2 separate regions of the Triticum aestivum genome follow, and region 2 is linked to region 1. A link is a contact called in public Hi-C data. All regions are on one chromosome and are shown on one strand. The core of a region is the stretch at or near the end of the contact, and the rest is flanking DNA. Distances in the headings are between cores, read along the strand shown.

Evidence for each region. A called contact is a pair of places that touch in the nucleus more often than the background predicts.
Region 2: a Hi-C map of leaf shows a contact between it and region 1, with 7 times the contacts expected there. The contact joins the promoter of LOC123151752 here to the promoter of LOC123151282 in region 1. A contact is called at or near these places in 2 of 5 Hi-C or Micro-C datasets (both in leaf).

What each region holds. Positions count from the first base shown.
Region 1 is chr7A:234,919,517-234,926,958 of IWGSC CS RefSeq v2.1, reverse strand. LOC123151282 (geranylgeranyl transferase type-2 subunit beta 1) reads right to left here and starts at 5,576. Exons shown (of 10, transcript XM_044571018.1): 1 at 5,390-5,576; 2 at 5,146-5,299; 3 at 4,932-5,048; 4 at 4,283-4,349; 5 at 4,037-4,185; 6 at 3,474-3,607; 7 at 3,294-3,392; 8 at 3,093-3,168; 9 at 2,862-2,972; 10 at 2,519-2,779. The coding sequence starts at 5,452. The coding sequence ends at 2,872. LOC123151279 (AT-hook motif nuclear-localized protein 10) reads left to right here. Exons shown (of 5, transcript XM_044571015.1): 4 at 708-869; 5 at 1,021-1,547. The coding sequence ends at 1,251.
Region 2 is chr7A:235,491,007-235,498,446 of IWGSC CS RefSeq v2.1, reverse strand. It overlaps LOC123151752, which reads right to left and starts at 4,331. Exons shown (of 3, transcript XM_044571408.1): 1 at 4,006-4,331; 2 at 2,989-3,063; 3 at 2,423-2,875. The coding sequence starts at 4,176. The coding sequence ends at 2,822.

The DNA.
Region 1 (7,442 bases), core at 4,327-6,826:
ATAGTTGTGGGGTCAGGGTTCCTTTGATTCAAAGGATTTGCATAGGAATTTTGGAGGATTAGAATCCTTAGGAAATTTTCCTATATTGGTTGTTTGATTCATAGGATTGAATCCTATAGGATTTTTTCCTAAGGAATTTTTCCTAAGGAATTTTTTGTACTACTTCCCATAGGATTTCTAGCATCCAGTCAAACCTCTTTGAAAGAATCCTTCGTTTTTCCTATGATGCAATCAAACAACCTAAAATCCTATAGGATTGAGATGAGCATGACATTTCAATCCTATGTTTTTCCTATTCCCATGTTTTTACAATCCTGCGAATCAAAGAGGCCCAGTGTCCATGTACAATGTACAACATGTCACTCACCAATGCACAGGCCTCCTTTGGTTTGGAGGAATTTCATAGGAATTCTAGAGGATAGGATTCTTATAGGATTTTTTTCCTTTAGAGCCCTTTGGTTCATAGGAATAGATTCCTATTCCTACATAGGATTGGTTCCTATCCTCCACATTTCATAGGAAAATAAAAATGAGCCTAGACTCAATGGAAAAATTCCTTTGGTGTCAACCAAACGACATCTCGTTTCCTATTCCTACTCATAGGATTTGAGATACATGACATCTCATTTCCTACAAAATTCCTATTCCTATGATAATCCTATCCTATGGACCAAAAGAGGCCTGATTATTTTTTGTTTCCTCCACAGGGCCGATTTGAGATACTGTCACTCTCTGGGTCGATCTTTGTAACGGACAACGGAGGCCAGCGTACCCGAACAGGGGGGCTCAGCGTTTCGCTGGCTGGTCCTGACGGTCGTCTCTTGGGTGGAGGGGTCGCAGGACTTCTCATAGCAGCTTCTCCAATCCAGGTATTGTTTTCTACCCCGCAATTTTTCATGTGCTAACAAAAGAAAAGTGTCAATGACATGAGATGTTCTAACTCTGTGCATGTTTTCTCCTTGCTGGATTTCAGCAAATGAGAGTCATATCATTTACCAGGATTACTCTTGTTGTATGCAGATAGTAGTGGGAAGCTTCAATGCTTGTGGGAAAAAAGAGCCAAAGCCGCAGGCTCCTTCTGAGCCCGTACCACTGAAGGTCGTTCCGAGCACTGGGATGGCGGCCAACAGCCCCCCTTCAAGAGGCACATTGAGCGAATCGTCCGGTGGTACCGCAAGCCCGAGACATCAAGGCTACGCCTCCAACAACAATAACCAGCCGCCGATCTTGTCCAGCATGCCCTGGAAATGAACTCAGCATCCTTGACCGAATTCGGACATCGATAGACTGTCGGTGAACTGCCTCCCTGGCAGGAAGTAGAAATGTCATTCTGTCTAACTAGCTCCCATTTAGTCGTATAAATCAGAAGTTTAATTAGGGAGCAATGTAGCTGGTATGAGTGGTAACTGCAGCTGCTGTGTAGGTCGTCTCAGCTTGAATTTCTGTGCCAGTTAGTTGTTTATTGTTGTCTTGAGATGATGTATTTAGGTATGATCTTGTGACCCTATGAGGCGCCACGAAATAATTATGTTTTTATGTTCAATCAATTCATGTAAATTTCATGTATGTCCTGCAAAAATTATCTTCTTACTTGATCTGTTCAATGCCCCAACAGCGATACAAGAATTTGACACGCAAGATAAAACTAGTGTCAAAACATAAGGTTGCAAGCATTATCAACACAGCAACTGGCGATGCTCTGGAGCAAACGTTCTTGACCGCAGTATGCTAACCATTGGCTTCGGTGGTCACTATATTGCAACTCCAGTTAGTTAAAGCTTCGAGCAACTCTAGCAGAATCGCTGAAATCTCGTATCCATATTCGCTGAAAGGGCGATCGCCAAAATTTATGGAGGCTAAAACAGGTGACTGCAACTCAGATTCGCTGTAACATGGGGATGCATATTACTGTTTGGGACCCACCTGTCATTGGGAGAGACAAATTCACCTCCAAAACTCCCAACGTCTCTCTCTGCTCAAGTTCACCCCGATTCCTCTCTCCCACTCCCCGGTCTCGATTGTGGTGGCCGCCCACTGCTCCATCCCCTACCCGTCGACTCCTTCCTCCCGCTCGGGCTGTACTGCTGACGCAGCGAGGCGCAACTCCACGAGGCCAACAATGGCGGGGACATCGAGCTCGCTAACTGCAGCAAAATGAAGGGGAGCGCGTAGGCAACGTCAGAGACAGGGCCACGAGGTTGAGCAGCAATGCGGGATGGGTAGCAGCAATGGAATTGCGCGTGCAGCGTCAAGGCGGGCTCAAGCCGGAGGTGGAACTTCCCTCCCGCCAGAAATCCTATGGATGAAGAACACCCTGCAAAATCTCCCCCTGCCTCCAAATACACAGGCTGGAGGGGACAATATGAAGCGCCTTCCGAATTTTTTGTTGAATAGCGATCCATCTAGCAAGAATCTGCTCGAGCAGTTTTCTTTTTTACCTCTCTAGCCTCTGTATGACGGTTATTATGGAGGAAAATGGTATACAGCCATTCGGCTAGAGTTGGTCGGCCAACCAAGGTAATTTTGAAAGATTATACTATTCCAACAAGAATAATCTTGATTGAATTTGATTCTCAGTCCTTGGACGTTACACTCTTCTACATAACAAGTGTCCGGATTTCCTGGTAAATATGAGGTCTGCACTATATCATCGAGCGTTCAAAGCCATGATCTCATGCATGGGAGTGATCAGAAACATCAGCGCGAGCTACCGAAGGAGGGGTAAGCTCTCCACTCGTGCTGACCTGACGTCAACGCCGTTACAACATGATCTTCCTAGCTGTGAACCAATAGAATAGGAATGAGATATATGTCAAAGAACGAAACACGAGGTGAGTTAGAAAAGCAAGAGCTGAGCCAACCTAAGGCACACTATTGTTGTTTTGTCAAGAAGATCCTGTTGACAACATCTAAAGGGAGGGCGTAGGCAGGATCCATAGGCTTCACTCCAGGATACTCCATCAATGAGAGCCCTGTTTTTGCAAGAGGCTAACTAATTCAGCAAGGAGTTTATGACTTTGAATCATTCGAATAGCATACTGCAAGATCCCTGTGGTTAACTACTATACTAAGGGAGGAAGTAATATAAATACCTGCAACTCCAAAGTACGTGTGGTAGATATCGACCGCATTATCTGGTCTATCTGAAATTCCACCATTTTCCTTGTCCTGCCAATGTAAAAAGTTATGACAATATATATGGTAAATGGAGAAAATTGATCTTTTAGATGATGGGAGTTAGAAGTTGGACACATAATTATCAGAATTTCAGAGCAAGAATCATGAGCAGTTACCTGACAGTTCAATATGAACTTTGCAAGTTTTTCCTTGTCAATCCAGTGCACTCTATCAATAATTATCAAGCTTGATAACACCCACCATGAGTAGCACACCTATTGCGAGCAGTTCAATTAAATCTATGGTACAGTGAGAAATGCAAAAGGTGCACAATCTGAGAAAGCAGTCAATCTCACATCAGCAAGTTTCTCAGGACGCCCATTGAGCCCTCCATCTCTACACTGGCGCTCACAAAGCCACCATCCAAGGAGATCTCTATCAATGTGATGCAAAGAGCCGGTGATTGCGAGAGCACCAACACAACAGAATACTGCACGGAATGGATACATGTTTTCAGGTTATCTGTCCGCTATAAAGTGACAACTTGGAGAGAAATAAAAAGATAAAGGAAATAATCTTGTGAAAATGCAAATTTCATGTCATCATAGGAGTGCCACAATAATAATCATAGCAAATTGATTGGATAAATAGTAAATATCTTGCATTTTCCTGAAGGAAATGCTTTTTTATGTTTGTACAACCAACAATGTAGTCAAGAATAATCAATTATATCCCTCTTCTTCTTCCGGAATACAGATAGAAATACAAATAGACGATCTGACATAAATCTGATAAGGCATCATACTAGAACACTTGGAATCGATGGACTTTCAGTAGGATCTATTTTATTGACAAAATTACAGTTCTACTCAGGTACAATAGCAGTATGATTTGAGAGTAAAATGAAGATAATACATACTCTGCCCAGCATGAGACTCCCCTCCTGGCATCGCTCCAAACCCGCCGTCCAAGTTCTTACAGCTAACAATATATTCTACAGCCTTGTCCACATTAATTTTGTGCAGACGATGCAGTAATGACAAGGTGCATATGGAAATATAAGAGAACCTACAGGACATATATTACATTCATATTAGTAGCTCATACAGATGCTGCATTCAAATAAAACACATGGGAACTCAAAAAGAACAGTTACAGTTTTTACCTAGTATCAACTTCACCCCAAATATCACCAGAAAATGATCCATCCTCATTCTGAAGTCCAGTAATATCTGAAACAATTTAGATAGGAAAAGAATAGTGCCAGATTTCAAGCTCAGGGTGAGGCTACTTCAATTCATCCAGAAAACTATTTGCAGAAGCTTACAATGTTATCACTACTTCCCCATTTCATGATACAATTTAAGTCAAGCCGCAAGGCAATCAAATACCTAGAACTGGCTAATGCAGCAGATTAGTGTTCGAATACTGTGTCACAGCCACACAATATCGATCATCTATCAAGTACTATCTCATATGGTATTGTATTCTGGATGCAGCAGTAGACTAAAATTTTGACATGCTGCACTTAGTGTGGAAATTAGTGGATCATGGCTAGATGCTAAGCTGTGTGTTAACATAACTCCATAAAGCCATCCACATTTCAAGATGCAATGTTTTCTCATACACCATAAGGAAAGGTAATGTAAATGCAACACAATGTTTCAGCTTTCTTACTAGCAGTTCAGGGAAATGAAGCAGCCCCAAAACAAGATGAGATTGACTACAACCATTAGGACGTCGCTAACCTAACATTCACAAAACTACTACAGCAGGAGCAGCATGAAGCTCACTGAAGATCTGGAGAAGGATACAATCAGCAATTTTGTCTGCATCAAGAACATCGAGCCGATCGAAGAGGCAGAGGACCTGCACGGCGCTGAGCGTGTAGAGGACATGCGGGTCGTGCCCCACGTTCCCCCCGAACCCACCTGCACAGCCACATCCCAAGAAGACACACAAGTGAATCATTCAAGAACCGAGGATCCGAATCGACAAAACCAAGGCTTCCCCCTGCAGCCAAAGTACCAGATTCCGGGTGGTAGCACGACATGATCCAGTCGACGACCTCGGCGGCGTCCACGGCGTGAAGCTTGTGGAGGAGGTCGAGCGTGGTGAGGCCCCAGTAGGCCCCGCTGGCCCGGAGGTGCTCCATCACCAGCCACTCGAACGAGTCCTTCTTCTGCGGCAAACGGCGAGGAGGACGGTTGAGTTGTCGCCGGAGACGGTTCGCATCCGAGAGGGGGTATGCGTTGGGTGGGTGGTTGCTTACCTTCTCCGCGGTGACGATGTAGCGGACGTGCTTCTCCGCGGCCAGCTCCCCCTCTTCACCCATGGCTTCCTCCTCCTAGCTTCGCTTGGTTAGCGATGCTCCGTCGACGACTGATGTGCTCTTCTCCGCCGCGAGCGTGTTGGGATCAGGGGAATCAGGGAGGCCGAGCCGATGGGTTACTGGGCTAGCCGGGCCTGTGGTATGGATTGTTCGCCGAGATGGGCCTCGTGGATCCATGAGCATTTGGAAGCCCGCACCAAGCCTAACCAGGCCCACGGAGAAAGAAAACGGGATGTTTGCTTGGTGGAAACCACTAATTGCAAAGGTCACTGCAACCTCCTCACGTTGTGGCATATGCGCCACTTGTCGCAACATGAGAGTTTCCTTTTTTCCATAGATCAGTTTATTTCTTTGCGGGAACATAAATCAGTTTATTCAAAACGTTTTATCTTTTAAACCGATGCGTTCAAATCTTGAATCATTTTCACCGTTGGATTCCTCACGTCAAGATCTTCAAATAGATCCCATGTTGATAAGTTTTGATAAAAAAATCATGAAAAAACCAGAAGAAAAAACCGAACCAAAAACATGTTTTTTTCGAAAGAGGTACGTCCCTGCCTCTCGCGAAGCAAATCCTTGCCTCCACTAGAAACAGATATGTACATCCCGCGAAAAAAAGAAAATATGTTTTTTCCCATTTCGGAGAGGCATGATCGTGACTCTCGTGAAAAAATGCGGGTTTTTTCCGATTCCGAGAGCCACGGTCGTGCCTCTCGCGGAAGCAAATCTATGCCTCTCATGAAAGTAAAAAAAGAAAACACTTATTTTCCATTTCCGAGAGGCACGACCATGCCTCTCGTGGAAGGAAATCTGTGTCTCTCGCGGAAACAAAAAGAAAGAAAACGCGTTTTTTTGCACATTTTTTTTGAAAACAGTTTTTTGTCCAAAAGCTAAGAAACACCAGTGGAAAACTAAAAGGCCAAAAAAACTGGAAAAATCATCTAAAAGCCGAAAATGCGTGTAGATAAAAAAAATCAAAGGGAGCGTCCAGAGCACGACACGTGACGGCGGCTGAGAGCGTTGTCGCTGTCAAAACCGGCAGATCTCGGGTAGGGGGTCCCAAACTGTGCATCTAAAGATCGATGGTAACAGGAGACAAGGGACACAATGTTTACCCAGGTTCAGGCCCTCTTCATGGAGGTAATACCCTACGTCCTGCTTGATTGACTTTAATGAGTATAGGGGTTACAAGAGTTGATCTATCACGAGATTGTAATGGCTAAACCCTAATTGTCTAGCACGTATGATTATGATTGTGATCTGGCCTCTACGGACTAAACCCTCCGGTTTATATAGACACTGGAGGGAGTTAGGGTTGTACAGAGTCGGTTTACAGAGAAAGGAATATCCATATCCGCACACTAAGCTTGCCTTCTACGCCAAGGAGAGTCCCATCCGGACACGAGGGAAGGCCTTCTATCTTGTATCTTCACGGCCCATCTGTCCGGCCCACATCACGTAGCCCGGACACCCGAGGACCCCATAATCTAGGACTCCCTCAGTAGCCCCTAAACCAGTATTCAATGATGATGTGTCCGGCTCGCAGATTGTCTTCGTCATGCAAGGCGGGTTCCTCCTCCGAATTCTTCAAAGCAATTGATCGTCAGTACTATATCCGGCTATGTACAACAGTCATATCTCTGAATTAAAATACAGATAAGTTCTATCCTCCGAATATTTCACTGGTAAGATGTTACGTCCTGCCATTTTATTATTTCAAACCATTTTTCGGCCTCCCGTTTCGTGTTTCAAGACGCAACCACCGACGACACGTCTTGTCAAAGCAAAGATCGTGCCCCCTTATGATGGGATCCTTATCAATACGAGTATGGGAAACCCAACTGTGCCATCTCGCAGGACCCCTCGAAAATAGGCGAGCTTTAAGGCTCGTGGGGGACGCATGGTATTCACTGTCTTTATAAGGAGATAAGGTTCCCCCCTTTTTACCCCACACCTTTCCCTTCCTTAGTCCATCCGCCCTCAAGCTCCAGCG
Region 2 (7,440 bases), core at 3,082-5,581, 570 kb before region 1:
CTTGCACGTAAACAGCCCCTCCGAGAGAGAACTATTTCCGGCAAATCTTTTTGCGGCTTCACCGCATTTCTCCCCGGTGCCTTCTTCATCCCCAGGCAAGCCACAATACCCACTTGCATGATAGTCATGCAGTAGCCATGGTTTTCAACTTGAATATTTATTAAATGAGTGCTTGTTTAAAATATGGTTATCGTTGTTTCGGAAATGCTTCTGGGTTTGTGCTTACTTGTTTGCTATGTTGTTATGCACCTAGTTATCATGCCCTACTGGTTGCTAGTATTACTATCATATTGCCATGCTTGATAGTAGTACATGTTGGGTTGGTCATGCTCTTAGGTGCATGACTAACGTCGGTTACTGAGTACTGTTAATAAGCATTGTTCCGTTGTTGTTAGTTGGTTAAGTGTTACTCGGTGGTGTTATTGATAAATTCTTGCATGTTATTTATGGATGATGCTAGTGGTATATTAATCTATCGATAGCCGCGCCCGCGGATAAGGGCCCAGTTCGTGTCGGTCCCACCGTGAGTCAACACTATTAATAATAACTTGATTAATAACAACCCCGGTTCGAAGATGAGATAAGTTGGTTGTGATCACCGTAAGGATCACAGGCCAAATATTGGTCGTGGTTGTGATCGCCGTAAGGATCACGGGCCAAATATTGGTCGTGGTTGTGATCGCCATAAGGATCACGGTTTGAGACCAAGTATTGGTCGTGGTTGTGATCGCCGGAAGGATCACGGTGGTATCGAGGATACCGAGTTGTTGGATATTTGTGATGTTGTGTGAGAATCATGGGTAAAGATCAAGCTCCTTGTGGTCATTTAATGATTACTACGGTATTGTTTATACCAAGCTTGATTTGATCCTGAGATGATCGTGTGATGTCCGAGGTTGGTAAGTGCTGCGTGTGATGGTTACGAGATAACCCGAGCAGAATAATTGGCGCATGTAGTGTTATCATGTTGCATGCTAGTATCATCAGATTCATATGTTCATGCCATGCTCATATTGTTCTAGCGGTATCATGTTCATGTTGCCTTTGGATTCTTAGTGGCTATTATGATTATTTTCATGATGGTAGCTGGTATTATTTTGGGAGTACTACTTTGGATGTCATGTTGCTCATGTCATGTTGTTATGATGATCTCATGTTAATTCCTGTTTAACTTGTAATTGCCATGATGTTGTTTGTCTTGAATGCTTCTGGATTATTGTGAGCTTGCAAGTACATTCAATGTACTGACCTGGCGTGTCATGCCAGCTTGCAGGTCGTGTCTGGATTGCTTGACGGTTTGGTGTTGTTCCTGTGTTCACGAGCTAGGATAAGTGTTCCAGCCAGAGTCCCTGCGGATTGGAGTCCATTACCACCGTCGTCATTCTTCCGCTGCCAGTAGTTTTTCCGCTGCTAGAGTTATTCCGCTGCTTCGAGTTGTTCTGTTGCTTGCATAGGGCAACTGAGGATGGCGTAGTGTCGCCGTGCCGATGTTATTCATTGTAATATCGGAAACCTTGTAGTCATATCTGTGTACTAATAGAAAGCTGGTTTGTTCTATGCTAAGCAGTGCCGTATTTCAGAAGACTTCTCCTCGATCTCTGGGCTGGAATACGGGGCGTTTCGGTTTCTCTGAGCTAGGGTGCCACAACCCTGTAGGACGAGCGGTAGTGGGAGCGGCACTAGGGGCGGTACTACCGCTGCTACTACCGCTCGGCGCTCTGTTCTCCCCTCTTGCCTCTATTTTCCTCAACAACTGTAGGAAGCGGTAGTACCGCTCCTGGAGCGATAGTACTGCTTGTGTGCGGGCTGAGAAGAGCATGACGATTGGATTTGTTCCCCGCTATAAAAGGGGGTCTTCTTCCTCATGAAGAACTACCTCTTCCTGCCCTAAACTCCATTGTTGCTCCAAAGCCCATTTTCACCCGATCTCTCTCCCTAGCCAATCAAACTTGTTGACTTTCTAGGGATTGGTTGAGAAGGCCCCGATCTACACTTCCACCAAGAGAAATTTGATTCCCCCACTAATCTCTTGCGGATCTTATTATTCTTGGGTGTTTGAGCACCCTAGACGGTTGAGATCACCTGGTGGAAGTGTAGCCGATCTAGAGTGTTGTTTCTCAGTGAAGGTGCGCATGATGATGACATATGATGATGTACATTTTGTGGTAGCTAGGGCTTGAAAATTGTTGCTGGCTTGCATATTTTGATGAGGTGGTATATGCTAACCGTAGGACACGAAACAAAAAAATAATTGTAGCCCAGCCTTTGAAAGATGCTCATAAGAACAGTGTATCTGGGTATGTGTACATTCCATCTCTCTCTAAACACACTTGAAGCACCTAATGCCGAGATGCATCAAAAGAAAATACAGATTTCTTCCGGCACTTCTGTAATGGAGCAGTATCATGCTACACACAAACAATTGCACTCCGATCATAGACAGTGGATTTATTATTTAGCATGTTGGAAACACTAGCAGAGTAGCAGTAGCAGTGACGGTATCACAATGCACGGATTGTAGTGTCTCCATACACCGATTTCTGAACATCTAGCACTTACACATTTACATTTCCAGTATGATTCCTCGTGTCTAACAAAACGGTATCCGTCCAAACAAGCAGGAAACTCAAAAGATGAACGCTAAATTACTCAAAACGAAGAGACTCAGACGACAACAAGACCTGGCTTGCTAGCATGAGGAAGCAACCTTTTTAACGGTATATGCTTATCATGCGTTAGCAATCAGGCTTGCAGAAATCCCATATTGGGACGTTGCCAGTCAAACGGACGCCGTATTTGGTACAGGATGTTCCCAGATGAACTAGTTGTCAGACTTCGGAGGATCCTTCTTCTTCCCGTAAGTTAGGCCAGTGTCCTGGTGACATTACATGCAGTAGTAGATAAGGAATCAACTTGCAGAACCAGTTGATGGAATAGCTTGTTGTCTGGGTCTCAGGGATCTAGTGAAAGTGAAGATACAAAGGTTACCTGGGGGTCAGGAATTGGCCTCCGTTTCTCGACATAACGGTATGGATCCGAGGCAGCAGCTAAAGCAGCTCGTTCCTGTGAAAAAAGGCATATACCATTATCAACAGAGTGGAAAGAAAAATCACCAGATTAAACATAATAGTAAGAGTGGAGAAGCGTGAAATATCAAGATAACACTGCAGCAATTTGAAGTAATTTGGTGCAAAAACATCGGTGGATGAAATGGAACGAAAACAGACAACTCTATAAAAGAAAATTTCAGATAAAGAAAAGTAATAAGTACTAACTGCTTATCAGGATAGATGAGACATGAGTAACTGCTAGAACATTTGGTTCTTTTACTTGTAGATAAATAAGGGTGCCTTACAGGAGGATGAAATTCCTAAGTCACACTTTTGAATAGAACAAGTGACTGTTTAAAAAGGACAACACGCAGCAAGAGGCAATTCAGATTATCATTTTCAATATGGTGGATGCAAGAGCTGAACATAGCTGTCCCACTTTTATAAGAGCATGCCATTTATTCGCTCTATTTGGTTTGACAGTAATAATATTTCCATGAATGAAGTGTTTATCAAAATACATCATCAAATTATTCTTGTTGGAAGAAGGCCATATTAAGATTCACAAGTTTAACTTCCCAAGCAACGATAGCTCAACCATGTAAAATGTCATGACAGACACTAGCCGGCTGTAATTTCAATGGTGTTTCCTATGGTTTAAGTTTGGCAGATAAAATGAAGTTGACAATTAGTCAGTCCCTACCAAAAGCTAAGACAGCAGCATCAATTCCGAGCAAGCCAACGCACAGTTCCTAGAAGTAAACAACAAGCTCTTGATGCCAGCGCCTATACACGCATCATTTCGACAATTTCCTGGAATTAACTAAACGGGCTTGTAGAGATGTGGGCAACTGCATCTTACGGCGATCTCATCCGAGAAAGCGATATGTCCAGACCGATCCATCCAATAGAAGACAATCACAGCGGTAACAAGAATTAGCAAGGGGAAATCGACCTGCTGCTCCTTCTGGAGCTGGCGCGCGGGTCGGACCCAGAGGTAGTAGGCGAGGCTCCCGGCGACCGCCCAGGAGGCGACGTTGGTCCAACCGCGCACGCCGCCCAGCGCGTTCCCCACGAACGACCGCGCGCTCCCGACCCTCCGGCTCCACCCCTTCGCCGGCACCATCTCTAACGCTCTCCGAGACCCTCCCAGGCGGGCGGCGGCCTCTCCCCGAGCGCTTCCTCCTGCGTCGCCGCCGACTCCCGAATCTCTGCCCCCTCTCGATCGCCTCTGTGTCTAGTATTGGTCCGCAAGAAAGGGAACGGAATGCTACTGCGCGATGTAACAGAGTGGACGGCCCATTTGACCTACGAAGTACTAGTTGGTCTAGAATTTACCAGACAAAGTCCATGAGAAGCCCAACTCGAGGGCTCAGACAGACACGCCAGTATGTAAAGCTTCCTAAATTGTCTCAAAAAAATGTAAAGCTTCCTAAATCTCAAAATGATATGTCGGCTTGATCTTTCGGAGGTGCTCATAAAAATAGGGTGTGTGTGTGTGCATTCATAAGGATGAGTGTATGCGCATGTATATGAGCGCTTGTGTTTGTACTGATGTTTAAAAAAAACCGATGAGAGAGCCTCACCCAAAAAAAAATAACTGATGAAGGAGCCCCTCAAGGGTCATTTGGACTGGGCTTAGAGCGTGTCATTTAGCGTGAACTGCCGTCACGTGTCGCGCTCTGAGTGCTACCTTCAAATTTTATTGTTCTTTTCACATGTTTTCAGCTTTTAGATGTTTTTCTCGTTTTTTGGGGCTTTTGGCCAGTCTTTCTTAGCTATTGGACAAAAAATTGGAAATTTCTAAACAAGAAAAAATGCATTTTTCTTTCTTTATTTTTCTTTCGCAAGAGGTATGAATTTGCTTCCGCTAGAGACGCAGTCGTGCCTGTCGAAAAAGGAAAACACGTTTTTTTTACTTTCACGAGAGGCATGGCCGTAGTCAAAAACAAAAAAAAAGTGTTTTTTCCCTTTCGCGAGAGGCACGGGTGTGCTTCCGCGAGAGGCACGACCGTGCCTCTCAGAGAAAAAAAATGTCTTTTCTTTTCTTACTTTTGTGATAGGCACGGCCGTGTTTCTTGAAAAAAAGAAAAAAAATCTTCTGTGAGAGGTGTGGATTTGCTTCCACGAAAGGCATGGTCGTGCCTCACGAAAATATACAGAAATAGATGTTATATTTTTTTCATTCGCAATAGGCACGGGTTTGCTTTCACGAGAGGCATGAATTTGTTTCAGAGAGGCATGGCCGTGCCTCTCGGAAACGAAAAATAATGTGCCTTTTTTCTCACGAGAGGCATGGGTTCATTTCTTATGGAGGCACAGATTTGCTTCCGCGGGAGGCACAGTGAAAGGAAAAAATATACTCCCGGTTCGTATTTTTGCCTAGTTTTTTGGTCTGGTTTTTTGTGTGAAGAAAAAAGTTCGTCAAAACATATTCACATGGGATCTAAATTTAAAAATCTCAACGCGAGGAATCCAATGATGAAAATTATTCAAGATTTGGATGCACAGTTTAAAAGATAAACGGTTTTGAATAAACGGATCTACCAAAAAAGTTGCGACAAAGTGACGCATATAGTGCGCCATTTTGTCGCAACATGAGGAGGTGGGAGTGATATTTGCAAAAAATTAATCTTAATTAGTGATTTCGCAAGGTATATCATGGAACGCTGATTGTTTTCCCCTTCTCGCTTCATTAAATGGTCGGCCCGTTCGTTTGCTCGCTGCTTTCGATTAGTTCGTTGTTCCATTCTGTTCGTGTTTCTTTCTCATTCTGTTTTCTCTACTTCTTCAATTGTTTTTTTCTTCTGATTTTATTGCTTTTCATCGTGTTTTTTGTTTATTTACCAATCACTACAGTTTATCTTTTTATTCACCTGTTTTCTTTTGGGCTTTTTGCTTTGCTATAAATTTATTTATCTTTTTTGTTTCACCTTTTTCTTTCGGTTTCCTTTCATTCTTCTTTATAGTTTGGTTACCTTTGTTTATTTCTTCGTTTTCTTTTGTTTTACTTTTTTCTATTTCTTTTTTTGTGGATTATTATCTGTTTTATTTTTTGTTTAACACATGATAACTTATTTCACACATTCAATAATTTTTGAATACATTGGAAATATTTTATTTTTGAAATACATGATTAACCTTTTGTCGGGGGCGATGCTGATTCCCGCCAACACCTATGGGGACAGGGCCCCTTTCGGTTCGGTGGGGGGCGGAGAGCGCACAAAGAGCGGATCGAGGCAGTGCACGCGGGCGATTTTACCCAGCTTCGGGCCGCACGGATGCGTAAAACCCTACTGCTGCTTGTTTGTGTATATTGGATTCTTGCTCAGGAGCGATGGACGCTGCCAGACTGAGCGTGAGAGTGTTCCTGGTGTTGAACGAGCCGAACTGGCCAAACCTCTGAACTTCCGAACCTCTGAACCCTTTCTACGTTGCGTTTGGGCCTCCTTTTATACTCTCAAGGGGTCACCGACAGGTGGCAACGTAGACTAGAAGGGTAAAAATGGAAAAGGATGCGGTAGGTGCAGCTACCGCTTACTGTGGATACAGTGCTCCCTACCTAACTCTGACGGCAGGGGACAAGGGCATTAAATGCATGTCTGAGTCTCCTAAACAGTGCAAAAGGTGACCGTTAGGAGTGCCACCGTTTGCCACGATGGGCTTCTCTTCATCTCCGCTTGCCACCACGTACCCCTAACTGCACGGCCTCCCGCCACGTGTGCTTGGGAGAGTCCCAGAGCGACACGTTAGCAGGTAAGCTGGAGAGCGGGCACGAAGTGGGGGTTTCCCGCGGCAAGCTCCTTGTCGCGGCTGTCGTCTTATCGCGTCCGGAGGCTTGTCGCTCGCCAGATCTTGCCGGGACGCAGGGCGCGTCGCGGCAAGCTTTCTTGGTATGTCTTGAGTGGCCTTCCCGGCAAGCTCCTCTTGCCGGGGTCTTGTCTCTTCCCGGCAAGATCCTCTTGTCGGGGCCTTGGTTGGCCTTCCCGGCAAGCTCCTCTTGCCGGGGCCTTGGTTGGCCTTCCCGGCAAGCTCCTCTTGTCGGGGCCTTGGTTTGAGTACTTTGTTCTTGAATGGTCTTCAAGGGAACCACGGAGGGTCCTGGCGGTCACCCGGCAAGCCTTGCCGCGGGGCGCTGCAACTGCCCGTGCACGAGTTCGGGGTAATAGGGTACCCTTACTCTAGTACACCGACACCTTTTTGAAAACCTATATAGTTTATGTCTATTATTATCATACACATTGTACATGTTTTGGTATATATCTAACAAATTTTAAAATAAACATTTAACATTTTTAATAAAAGTTAATCGTTATTGAATACATGGTCAGCATGTTTTCCGTGCTCATTTTAAAGTTTTCAAAATGCTTGAATAACATTTTTGTACTTA